2 separate regions of the Triticum aestivum genome follow, and region 1 is linked to region 2. The links are chromatin contacts, called in public Hi-C maps. All regions are on one chromosome and are shown on one strand. The core of a region is the stretch at or near the end of the contact, and the rest is flanking DNA. Distances in the headings are between cores, read along the strand shown. Region 1 holds the start of LOC123168044 (cysteine-rich and transmembrane domain-containing protein WIH2). Region 2 has its middle 14 kb from the start of LOC123167709.

The links. A called contact is a pair of places that touch in the nucleus more often than the background predicts.
Region 1: a Hi-C map of leaf shows a contact between it and region 2, with 4 times the contacts expected there. The contact joins the promoter of LOC123168044 here to the enhancer-like site in region 2.

Annotation. Positions count from the first base shown.
Region 1 is chr7D:462,793,284-462,796,898 of IWGSC CS RefSeq v2.1, forward strand. It overlaps LOC123168044 (cysteine-rich and transmembrane domain-containing protein WIH2), which reads left to right and starts at 2,331. Exons shown (of 3, transcript XM_044585909.1): 1 at 2,331-2,544; 2 at 2,676-2,850; 3 at 2,949-3,270. The coding sequence starts at 2,529. The coding sequence ends at 2,994. LOC123166514 (cysteine-rich and transmembrane domain-containing protein B) reads right to left here and starts at 610. Exons shown (of 2, transcript XM_044584322.1): 1 at 249-610; 2 at 1-152. The coding sequence starts at 445. The coding sequence ends at 107.
Region 2 is chr7D:462,530,751-462,534,405 of IWGSC CS RefSeq v2.1, forward strand. No RefSeq gene overlaps it. Among protein-coding and RNA genes, the nearest start is that of LOC123167709, 14 kb to the left of the region's middle. Within about 2 kb of position 2,106, at least 1 of the 8 cell types and tissues checked has an H3K27ac peak or open chromatin away from gene starts, as enhancers often do. A contact at or near this core is called in leaf, where this site is marked.

The sequences.
Region 1 (3,615 bases), core at 1,081-3,580, 260 kb after region 2:
AACAACTAGTACATGACGTCCGGACTCCACATGAACCGTGATGAACAGCAGGAGCACTCGTCAGACCACGTATCGTAACTGAGCGCGGCGGATAAAATTGGCTTGATCAGAAGCAGGCGTCGAGGAGGCAGCAGCAGCACAGCGCCGCGCAGCTGCAACAACACAAGAAGCAGACAAACATAGTTAAGCATCATCATGATTCATGAACAAGGCCATCCACGGGAAGGATGCGATTAGCAGAGACTTACCAGCCTCTCCAGAAGCCGCCGCCGTGGTGGTGCCCATGGCCGCCGCGGCTCGTGGTGGTGTCGGCGCCGCCGGCGTCAGGATACTGCTGGTCCCGCTGCGGGTAGCCGGCCGGCGGCGGCGCTACGTAGGCCTGCTGCTGCTGCTGGCCCGGCGGAGGGTAGGCCGTGGCGCTGGCGCCCTGCTGCTGGTAGCTCATGATGGGATTACTGGTGTGTCTTCCTGAAGCGATCAAGAACAGTAGGGGAGGATGAGGAAAAGAGGCTTTGCTGCTATGAAGATGAAGGGAATGGGTAGGATTATGAAGACTGCATTGCCGGGCGTCTGCCTTTATAGGAGCTGCACACACACGGTTGCTTACCCGCGTCGGTCGACCTGGGGGGAGAAGAAGAGAAAGCGAAAGGAAACCAGTATGAAGACAGCTGAACTGCCCTGCCTGCCATGCCACCGTGCCACGGACAACGCGCTTTCAGGTGTTGCGCTTGCATGCCGCCTCGGGCGTGGTCATGGTTCCGTTGGACGGTGGGTCTCGTGCGTGGTTGACCGCCATTGGTCCAACTGAGAGGTCCCGGCTGGTGCACCAGCACCACACCAAGCAGATGAACCTAGAGCAGAAATCCAAGACGCCACGACGTCGTCTCTGCTAATCGCTGACCAGCGCGTGTAATTATGCCGGCGGCTCAACCGTGTTGGACTATACGTACTCCTCCGTCGTGGCATGCATCGATTCGTCCCCGCGTGGCATCTCCTCTGCTCTGGATGCAGTTGACCAGCTACGGATTCGCGATTTAATTTGACCAATGCGAGCCTATCCGGCCGGCCCTCGTCGACGAGGAATCTTCGCCGCAGATAATTTCAGCGAGGAAGGAAGGATGGAACCGTCACCTGCAGGCTGCGGCCACCGACCCACGAGAGAGACGCCGCGCCATTGCCGCGTGGACTTTATTCCAGTTTAAGGGATCCGTCGACCCAGTGGCGGTGCCAGGACCCAAACCTTGTGATGTCAAGCTTTACGATTGTTTTTTGGCAAATCAAGTAGGAACATAAACGATCATACTTTATTTCAAACATAGTTACTATAATAACCCTCTGATCTGATCATGAATATTTTGATATGTATGCATAATAGCATCGATACTATGGACTGAAATACATAAGTTTTAACATAGGTTGTGAGACGATGAAACAAGAATCCATCACCTATTCTATTACCCAAATCAGACTTGCTAAATTTCACTGCAGAAAATGCTCTCTCAAGTCTCAACTGTTGTCCAAAATCAAGGAGCTTCATCAAAAGAAATACTAAAGGAAAACCAGTGTCCTTTTTCCCAACTAGTTTTCTGCAAAGATCACTAACCTCTTTCAAATTGGAGTCTTGGATTATCTCTGATATTTTTACTTCTGTCACTTCTTGACAAAATTTATCTGTTTACCATGGCCAGACTTGAGACCTAACAAGTGACAAAACAAGCTTTTTCTAAGGTAATGAAAATTGAAATTTCTTAATATGATATGATAATTGGATGAAAAAGAAGATCTTAAACACAAATGAAACAGGAAGGGCCTCGTCAGTCGCCAAAGGTGCAGTGTTGCGGTCTCTGGAAAGATGGATACTAGCGGAGCAGCGGAGGTGGCGTGCTCCTCCCCACGGTGCTGTGCCCAATTCACCATTAGGGATTACACTCGCTGGTGAAAATAAAGGAGTAGTGCGTGATTTGAGGATCAACCAGTTTTTTTTGAGGGAATGAGGATCAACCAGTTAAGGAAGTTTAATTACGGCTTCCTTTTGTTAAATGGGCTAGCCAAATCTCATGTAACTTCCTTTTGTTAAATGGGCCAGGCGGCCAGCCAAATTCTCATGTATACAATAGATAACAAGTTGGTCCGTGTAGTAATTCTCTAGAACCTGATTATTTAGCGGCGAGGTGCACATACGCGGTGGTCTAGGCTTTGCCACAATCCTGTGTAGTCAAGCGACTACACAGGTGAAGCGTGGCTTCGCCACTGCGTCGACCAGTGTCTGTCTGACTGTCTCAAGCAGGCAAGACGACGCGTCTAAGCAAACCGACCGGGATGCCGCGTGCGCGCATGCATCTCTTCTCTGTATAAGTAGACAAATCGAATGATGCAGTTTCCACTCCATCCCGTTCTGTCCAGTCACTAGCAAGTTCGTCCTCCTCCTCATCTCCTGTTCTTCATTGGTCTCCGTTAATTGCGTCAGAACTAAGAGGAACAGAGCATTGTTCTGCAGGGCTTTTGCTACCTCTTCCTGCGACTCGATCATGAGCTACCAGCAGGGTACGTACCAGTTCCATTTTCTTTGCGGTTTCACGTCTTTTGCCACGGTCAGTACGTAGAAAACACCAGCTAGATTGTTTGGTTCTTGAATGAATTCTGAGTGTACCGTTCTGTTTCTTCCGGTTACGCAGGCTACCCGCCACCGGGCACTGCAGCAGCGTACCCTCCGCCGGGCCACCACCAGCAGGCCTACGTCGCGCCGCCGCCGGCTATGTACCAGCAGGACCAACAGTACCCTCCTGCCGGCGCCGACACCACCAGCCGCGGCGGACACGGCCACGGCGGCGATGGCTTCTTGAAAGGATGGTACGTAATTTGTCTCCCTTGTTCTGGATTCTCACTCGTCTCCGTAGCCTCATTTCTAACGAGCTGATAATGATCGTCTGCTTCTTGTGTTGTTGCAGCTGCGCGGCGCTGTGCTGCTGCTGCCTCCTCGACGCCTGCTTCTGATCGACTTCGTCCCATGTTGTTCCACCGGCACGATCAGGCGTGGCAGATAGATTATATAGAGTATCTTCATACTTTTTTTGCTTCTTTTTAAAACGTGGTTGATGTGTTGAGTACTAGTCCCAGAACAAGATCTTTTTTTTTGTTTTTTTTGGAGAGGCAGAACAAGATTTCTTGTGTGTGATATTTTTTTTAACAAGTTCCTGTGTATGATAGATAGATATGTGAGATTGATCTGATGGCCTTATGGAATGTATATTTTCTTGGTGTTTTCTTTTAGGATAACTTGCCGCATTTATTGAATGAAGTTCAGGAATCTCGTCCGAGACCACTTCCAAAATACAACCTGGTGGCACATTTAACCACCTTGCAAAGTTCATCGCCCACATCTACTTTAGCTAACCTATGAGGGCCAACATTTTGTCCTTCTCACCCAAGAAACCTTTTTCTTTTGAAACGGAAGCAAAATATTTGCCTCATCCATTAACTAAGGAGAAGAGAGTTGCCCAGTTAATTAGTGAAAAACTGGGCGAAAACCATCACAGACCGCTGAGCGGCACACATAAAATACCCACACACGCCGCTCCACAGGGGCCTCGTCGAGACAATACAACGACGACATCG
Region 2 (3,655 bases), core at 856-3,355:
AATGGCAGATCCACCGGAGACACGCCTCCACACACCCACCGATGATGCTATATGCACCACCAAGACGGGAACTAGGCGGGAAGAACCTTATTCCATCTTCAGAAAGCCGCCGCCGTCTCGTCTTCCTGAGCAGGACACAAAGCCTAACAAAACTTGAAGGAACATCTAATGACGGAGCCCTCCTGCCGGCAAGGGCCAGGATCCACCGCGTCGCCATAGCCCTAAGGCCACCGTAGACGAGGCGGACCAGCGGCGGGAGACGAGGAATTTTGCTTTGCTCGTATAAAGGTTTAATTAAAACTTAAAAGATGGTTTGAGAGGCGAGGAGTAAACAAATCCAATGAATATCAAGGATTCCCCGCAAAAAAAAAGAATATCAAATGGATTAGTTTTTTGTTAAACAATGAGCTAAAAACTTGTCTCTATTCATCGATTAAGAGAGTTTTTTTTGAGACGGAATCGATTAAGAGAGTGTTTTATAAGTCAAAAAACATGCTGTTGGTTCGTCTACGTAGGCGCGAACTCTTATTTAACAAACGTTGTTGTTTGGTCGGAGCTTTGTTCTTTTGTTTTCTCAAATCTTCGGAAACTTCCTACATGTATAACGTGGAGGTCCATCACCCAAAACTTTACCAATGTGTAGGTGGGAACGAAATTCTGATATTCGAATCACGACCAGCAACTTTACAAGTTGTCTGCAACATGGATATGAATGCATCAGGTATATGGTCGTCGTTGCTGCTTTACAAGTAGACTGCAGGTGCCATATTGTATATATAGTCACGTGGATGATGGTCCACAGTCCGCAAGAAGAATCGATACCCCCGGATGGGGAAATCCCAAATCATTTGGCCGGTGCGGTATCGTTCTAGAGTCCCGGATCATATCAACTGCGTGCAACAAGCTTGCACTGGCATGTTGTGTCGTTTTTCCCTGGCTTTTTTTTTTCAAAAAGAAACCAAAACCAAACATGTAGGGCGATAGAAGAAACAGAAATACAAATTCAAATCCTATGACTTTATTTAAGACTGACACTAGTAGAATTATGCATCGGTCCACTCTTCCAACAAGATACGTACGTATACAAGTACTCTACGTATACGTATGCAAGCTAGGCTTTGCTTCATTTTTCACGGTCGGTCACTAGCAGCAACTTTTTGCGTGTGTGAACGCCAGTAAAACCCTCCTCCCTGCCGTGGAAGTGGATGGAACGTGCATGATTCCCATCTCCACTCAAGTCTCAACACGTGCATGCGCAGGCGCGGCCGCACGCGTACAGTCGCGTACGTACGTGAGCGATCGTATGATCACCCGGTGCCGGTGGCTGGCTGACTCGTATCGCCCCGATCGACCGGCGACATGCATTGCACGGTGGTGAGGTGAGGACGTACGTGAGCTCCGCCGACGCGTGCTGCGCGGGTGCATGCATGCACGCGCACTCACGCGGCTCCGGAGTCCAGAGTTAGGCGGGTGACGACTCGTTGCACCCGGAGTGAAGAAGGGTATAAGCCGCAGATTAGCATGCCTAACTGATTACTTAATTAACCAGCAGGATATGTGATACCCGCGAAAGGCAAATCCGTCGAGATCGAGTGCACGCTCGAATCTGGCCGAGCCGAGAGTCGACTCAACTCGATCGAGTCAAGTCGTGCGTGATCTACTGATCTCCGAACCGAAAGGCGTCGGAACAACAACTGGCCACCGATCGTGCGGACCGCACGCATGCACGTGCAGCACGTACGTACGTAACTTCCTCGCATGACCACAGCAGGAGGAACCAGCAATAACGGTCAGCAACATTCGAGTGACTCGTGTGGTGGTCAAGCTGCGTACGTGCGTAGTGGTGGTCAAGCTGCGTACGTGCGTAGAGTTCCAACATCTTGGCTCACACACCCTCAGTCTCTGTACAGGTGTATCGATGTACGTTCGGTCTACGGTCTACATGTAGGCTTCGAGCTGGTCTTTTTTTTTGTGTTGGTTTGAAAGTGGCGTTGAGCTAGTCGGGATAACGGATAGCCGGATAAGGAAAAGCCTAACAAACAACACGTGTCACGTAAGGGCGCTCGAGGTGCAGTTCCGGCCTTGACCTGACCTACAGTACGTGGTGGAGTCGAGAGCGATTTCGACAGCGGTCGCGCACGCGCTCTCCCTGTCACGCACGCGCTCTCCCTGTCACGCACGCGTGTTTTCACCGGCCACGCCTCTCGCCAAATCGACCGGCCGGTCGAGGTACGTACATGGATGCCAGGTGGTAGGCTCACGTAGCCCTTGCATGGATTCGGCCGACGAATGCAATTTCGTATCCTACCGGCCAGCAGGCGGCGGAGATGTTCCAATCAAAACTCAGAACACGAGCAACCTTGATAAACTTGGCTTGACCAATGACACCTTGCAGATCATATATCCACACAAAAAAGCTCGTACATGCATGTTGCATAGAATGCTCCTGTCCATGCGAAAACATGGCTCGTGAACCTGAAATAAAAATTTCAGGGACATCGACTGGTGCATGAACCCCTGCACCACCGCGGCATGCGTGACCACCACCTACCCGTGCAAATTCTACCATGACGCACACCGTTCTGCTCACGCATGGTATTTGTGGGTTTCTACCCCCCCTTTTTTTTAGGGAGGGTTTCTACCCTTTTTGTTTGTTGATGAAAAAGAAAGTTTACCCCCGGCGTCTGTAGCATCCGATGTACAAAGACAGTGTGGCTGCCTATGTACCTAACCACTCAACTCACATACGTATGTCTGTTCTATTTTGAAATCTGTCAGCAGCAACAAGTAATATAGATGGAACGGAGGAGCCCTGCTACGGTGCTCCCCCTAACCTAATTTTCGAGGGGTATTTTTGTCACTGCAAGTTTATTTTTTTCCTGGCCCGCCGTAGGCTAGATCCAAATCCTGTCTAACTCTGTATAACCTAAATCGTATACGTACAATACCCTGCTTCGAAAAAATAACATCACACGACCCCATGACCACGTAAGACCTGCCGAATCCAATCATTCACGCAGCTCCATCAATCTCGCGAGCATTCACGCAACACCATAATTCACGCAATAGATCTCCAGTGGCAGCTATCTCGTTGCCGCCAATCTCGTCGGACAGCGGCAACGTCGTGAATCTCCAACGCTCACAGGTACCGCATCCCGCTTCTCCCCTCTAGTCTCGCTCGCGGCAACATCGAATGAACTGCCACCGTCAGTGGTAGTGGTTAACCTAGCGGGGCGGGTAACCTAGCTACCTGGTGGCGCAGGCGATCGTGGATCTTGTTCCGGTAGTGCTGCTCCTCGTGATTTGGGTTTCTTCAGTCTAGGGTTCACGTAGCGTCGGTTGCTGTCGGCTGTGTGCACCACGACTATCGTTATTTGATGTGGCGGCTAACCTAGGTATCCGGCGGCAGAGGTAATCACAGATCTAGCTAGGTTTTGTAGTGCTGCTCCTCGCGATTGAAAGTGATCATGACGGGTGCCGTGGCCATCTTCCTTACTAGGTTTGGCAGATCTGAACGCCCTCGGTTGGGGTTGTTTACATAACATCCGTGATCGTGTGCTATGTGTTGTATATTTTATCATTGATAATGTTTGCACATGCGATGATACATATTATTTGTTGTAGGAAATGGCGGACGATGAGTTAACTGGTATCA